Regions from separate parts of the Zea mays genome. Here region 1 is linked to region 2. The links are chromatin contacts, called in public Hi-C maps. All regions are on one chromosome and are shown on one strand. The core of a region is the stretch at or near the end of the contact, and the rest is flanking DNA. Distances in the headings are between cores, read along the strand shown. Region 1 holds the start of LOC100283091. Region 2 has its middle 52 kb from the start of LOC100282648.

Region 1 (2,700 bases), core at 69-2,568, 190 kb after region 2:
TATCTCACCGCAGATAGGTCGCACCTGCTGAACTCAAAAGTTACCTGGCCTGTGCTCTCAAGGCGGCCCTTGTAAACACGTCCAAAACCTCCCTCTCCCAGGAAGCACTCGGGCCTGAAGTTCCTGGTGGCGGTAGCAAGCTCACGGAAGGTGAAAGTTTGCGCTGAGATGGCATTGCCATTGGCATCCTTTGGCACCAAAGCCTCTTTGGTGAGCCCATTGCTCTTTACTCTTGCTTTCTCAGCCGCTGCACACATAGACAAGTACAAGAGGTAGATTCAGTAAGCTCATCAGCAGTCCGACTCAGACAAAAGAGAATCACTATTCAAAATAGCATGTCCTGGTTGCATCAGTCCACGAGTTTATCACCCCACAACCTTTACATCTCTCCGAGGCCTAAGGTAGTAAATGAACCTAATTTGCAATAACTAACAATAGAAAGTTCCTACTTCTTTTCCCTTTACCTATCGAGAACCTGACGCTAATTCAACACGCAAAGATGGCCACAAGCTACACGGAGCACTACTAAATCAGATCAGGCAGGCCCGGTGCGGTTGAACCACCACGCGGGAGATCAACCACCTTGCCGGGATCCAGTCCACCCACCCACCCCAAACCGTGGAACACGTAGCTCAGCGCGGAGCACGTCGCGCACCTGCTGAGAGCTTCTCGACGCGCGGAGCCGCCATGGGCGCCTGCTGCAGGTCCGGGTACCCCCTGTCCCCGTGCCGGCCGATGCTGACGCCGGCGCCTGTGCCGTTTCCGTACGCCGCGACGGCAGAGGACGTGCCGCCGTACCCACCGGCGCCACCGAATTTGGGGTTAAGCTGCTCATCTGCCGGGGAGTCGAAGCACGGGAAGCAGCCCATCGCCGGCCAGGAAGAAACACCAGGTCGCCGCGCTACTTAAAGGTGCAACATTCCTTTCGCTTCCGCCTTCCTGCTTTGCCGCCGGAAACTCTGATTGCGCCGGGACGTGGAGGTGGATGGAATGGGATCTTTTCCGGCGAGGGGATCGAGGGAAGGGAGGACGGGGGAAAGCGAAGGGGAGGAGAAGGGAAGGAAAGGTGCGTTTTTTATTTGGTTTTTGGAGCGGAAGCGAAGGTAGCGAACAGGAATTCAGGGAAGGTGGACTCGGGCACTGGGCTCGGCTGGCCCTCGAGTGTATTCGCGGCGCGGGGAGGGGCAAGGCAGCCGTCCAACACGCGGTTTTGCCCGTGTTCAGACTGGGGTGCGGGATACGTACTTCACTTTGTTAACCATTTTTTATGGGGCGGGACAAGGAGGGTGTTTGTTATAATCTGTCTAGATTACCTAATTTAATAAATTTTGAATTAAGTATTAGTTTAAAATTTATTGGATTATATAATCTAGGTATGTTATAATCTTAAATCAACACTCTAAAATATATGTATGGTCATTTCGGCTCAACTTGTTTCAATTTTGTCACAAGCTAAACTAACATCTAAGCTCAATTTATTAATGAACCGAGATCAAACCAGATCATTAGCTCGATTGGGCTACATTTGTCAAGAAAACAAAGTCTTCACTTATGTTGAATGAACTAGTACATAATAAATTATGTTAATTTGGTGTTGGATTTGTTTGGGACTTGTTTTCAAATGCTATGAATTAAGAACAAGACAACCCAGAATGTTAAATGTTAATGTCCTTCGTCCTTCGAAACATTATCTCATTTAGGATATAATGATTTTCAGACGAAGGTCATGAAGGGCATACTTTCATCATCGTAGTATGTGTTAATAAGTGAAGAAGTATATGAAACATAAAAGACAACATGAACGATCACATAACATTATCAATTCATCCTCATTATATTTGTTGGGGGCTTCGTCCTCCGAAGGTCCTCAAAAACGTGATTTAACAATATCTTTCAAGTGTGACATATGAATAGGTACCTTCGGACTCGGGCTAAAAGCATGAACGATGTAAAGAACATGATCGTGACGAAGGTTGGAATTGCTCCGAAGCTACACGCAAGGGAGCTTCGGCTAAATGGCGGAAAAAGGAACCGACTTAAAGGGGAAAAGGCTATCTAGTCCTTATAGAATTGTATATAAGTCAATAATAAGTGTAAAGGGCATGTATGTAATTTCTCACAGGCCGCGTCCTGTGCCTATAATAGATGAACAGTACCCCCGTACTGTTCACGCTGACCTGTACTTGCTCGTGCGTCACGCTTGTACTTTTACCTTCTGTCAAGTCGAAGGTACATATGTCATTCAATATTGTCTTTACTTTTTCATGATAATATAATGAGATGAGAATGAATTGATAATGTTATATAATCGTTTATGTTGTCTCTTATATTTCATATGCTTCTCCTTTTATTAACATATATCGCGATGATGAAGGTATATCCTTCATGACCTTCATCTGAAGATCATTATATCCTAAGAGAAATAATGCTTCGAAGGACGAAGGACATTAACTTTTAACATTTTATGTTGCCTTGTTCTTAACTCATAGCATTTGAGAACAAGTCCCCAACATTGGCGCCCACCTCCGGTGAACCCTTTTCGACCACCTTCGACAAGCACTGACCTTCGTCATGCCACCAAAGAAAGCTTCAGCGCCAGGGGCTGCTGCGCTGCAACCACTGGACCCAAACCAGAAAACTCTTTCTCTTCGAGAGGCTCGAAGCCAGAAGAGGAAAGCCACCAGTCCAACACTCCAGGAG
Region 2 (2,700 bases), core at 46-2,545:
TCCACTATCTTCAGAAAACCCACTACAGTTTCTAAGGAGCGCAATATAGAAATCCCCCGTCCAAAAAGCCATTGCTGCATGATCCACCCGAGAACCTCCCTATACCGACCACTCCCCTACTGTCCTTGCCCCTTTTGGGTAAGGTAGTGCTCCACTAGCTTTCCTAATTTGTCAGCCAAGGGCGTCCCATTCCACCCTTGTGGTAGCACGAATATCTGAAGTTAAGCTCCATGTTCCAATTAACACAATGATCTTGTCATGAACAATAATTAAAACAACAATATAACTGGAACATGATCATAATGTAATATTAATCTTAAAACCAGGTAGAGCAATAGCATAACTACCCAAAAGTTTAGTGGTAAACAAGGTGTGGGATAAACAAGCCTAGGGAAACCTATTAGGTCCCATCAGATTAACCTGAGCATGTCATAGGAATTAACAGGAACATTATTGGGTAAAGAAAAGTGATCAAGGGCATAACTTGCCAGGTACCAACTTGTTCTTCAAGTGACTTGTAACCTCGCTGCTAGTCGTAGCAATACAAACAAACATGGTCTAGGCAAGTTTAACATCACACCAAACATAAGCACAAACTGCATAATAATGTTCTACGTATCGTAACAAGATCTTAGGCCCGAGAACCACTAAATTCAGAGTTACGGTTAAAAAGTTATGATTTTCTGAAGATTTAAGTGTGGGGTACACAAGAACTTAAGTGCATAATTTTATCCTAGATTTCATGACAAAATAAAGTTACTAGATGATAAAGAATATTAATATGAGATTAATGCAACTGGAATGGATCAAATCAGAGCTAAACTTAGGAGATATGAATTTTCTATGATTCTAGGATTATTCTTATACGATCCGTTCATTTTCAAGGATTTTCTAGCTTATATAATTCATTCTATTTATTTATCCCATAGTCAGGGACGGCGACCATCATTTATAAGAAGATCAGGGTCTGTCTTGCAAGAATCCGTGAGCCCGTATACATATGACTGGAGTGCGGGTTGTTTTCAAATATTCATAAGGACTCTTTTGAAATATTGCCACGCGAAGGGGTATCATCGCAAGAGAACCACACAATCTGCAACCCACGGATCAACTTAACTCGCCACCCTCATTGATTCGACATGGAGCGATGGTCGTTAGATCCGAAATCCGTGGACCAAAGATCGCCCACATCGCAAGTTAGCTTCAGCCTTTCGATCCCCGATTGACGACCCAGAATTGACGAGCCCGAAGAGTTATCTACTTCTAATCTTGACCGCCCATTGCCGGATCAACGACGCCAAGCACGCGTCGGTACACTCTAATCCACATCACATGCCCCAGATCCGACGCCCCCTACGTATCTTCCTCCTTGCGCCCTCCTATTACCCTTTCTCTCTCTCTCTCTTCATGGCCGCCCTACGTCGGTAGCCACCCCACGGCGATGAGCACACAGGTGACCAGGGCCCACTGCGATCAGGTGACCAACCACCGAGCTAGGTGTAGGTTACACGGGTACAAGACTCACATGAAGGTGATTTACCAGAGATCAATATGGTGGCCGAGATGATGGCCATCGGCAATGTCTGATTAGAACGACCAGCCCCGACAAGCATTACCTCCCTGGCGAGCACTGCAGTGGCTTTGGCATGAGTTTACCTCTCTCTCACGGGGCAGCAACGCACCCAGTATCCATGTGTTTGGTTGCCGTAGAATTCGAACCAGACCGACATGAGCCCAACCAGTATTGGTAGAACCGTGATGAGTTCATGCTGATATTTTTGTTTGGTTGTTTGTACAGACTAGTACAGACTAGATACAGATTTTGTTTGGTTGTCTGCACTAGGACGTCTATTAGAGAAGAGTGTATAAATAAACCTCTGAATATTATATAGTATGACTGGTCTAATTTTGTTCACAAAATTTTTAGGAACATAAATATAAAATCGACTTGTTGAATAATTTTTCTAACTAGAAGATACAATAGAAAAACAAACCAATAAACATTCTCATTTTAAGTGCCGCATGCAGCGACCGGATGAGTCCAGCCTGAGCGCGCGCGTACGTGCGTGCGTCACAGGCGTATGGCGCTGGCCTGGCCAAGAGTCAATATTTGCATCTGATGAACCTGCATCCGTAGACAAGTGTACCAAACGACAAACATTTTACGGATCCGCGGCTGCAGCTGTACATGGGCAGCAGTCAACCAAACACGGTCAGCAGGCCGCGCGCGGGTGCGGCATGCACGAAGGTCGTTGGGCTGTTTGCAGGGGAGCGCGCGAGCATGAGATCGACTCGACCAGCGGTCCCACGAGGTCAATGGATTAGTGCTGGTGAGTTGGCGACAGCGGGGTTTGTTGAGATTGCTACGGGGGTGTTGACAAGGCAGGGCCCACGCGCCGGTGTCATAGGCTCCACATGCGAGTGTGCGGTCATCAGACCTGGCGGTGCGGCCCCAGCGGTCAGCGAGGTGAGTGCGGTTGGGTTTATGTCACACAGACCGCGTGGGATAGTAATTCGGCCCAGCCGCCAGCGCCATGGTGATTGTGTGCATGCGAGGTGTGTGGGTGCGCATTTGGGCCAAGCAGGGGAGAAGCCGGGCTCGACAGGAGTTTATATCTTTTCTTTTTTATTTTCTGTCTTCTATTTCAAAATTTTAGTTTCAAACCAAAGTTCAAACTCAACCAAAGTTTGAATATCAAC

Evidence for each region. A called contact is a pair of places that touch in the nucleus more often than the background predicts.
Region 1: a contact with region 2 is called in a Hi-C map of endosperm, with 2.2 times the contacts expected there. The contact joins the promoter of LOC100283091 here to the enhancer-like site in region 2. A contact is called at or near these places in 4 of 25 Hi-C or Micro-C datasets (bundle sheath, ear, endosperm and 1 more).

The regions. Positions count from the first base shown.
Region 1 is chr4:100,096,014-100,098,713 of Zm-B73-REFERENCE-NAM-5.0, forward strand. It overlaps LOC100283091, which reads right to left and starts at 1,319. Exons shown (of 5, transcript NM_001412293.1): 1 at 656-1,319; 2 at 9-247. The coding sequence starts at 869.
Region 2 is chr4:99,908,941-99,911,640 of Zm-B73-REFERENCE-NAM-5.0, forward strand. No RefSeq gene overlaps it. Among protein-coding and RNA genes, the nearest start is that of LOC100282648, 52 kb to the left of the region's middle. Within about 2 kb of position 1,296, at least 18 of the 20 cell types and tissues checked have an H3K27ac peak or open chromatin away from gene starts, as enhancers often do. A contact at or near this core is called in bundle sheath, ear, endosperm and 1 more, where this site is marked.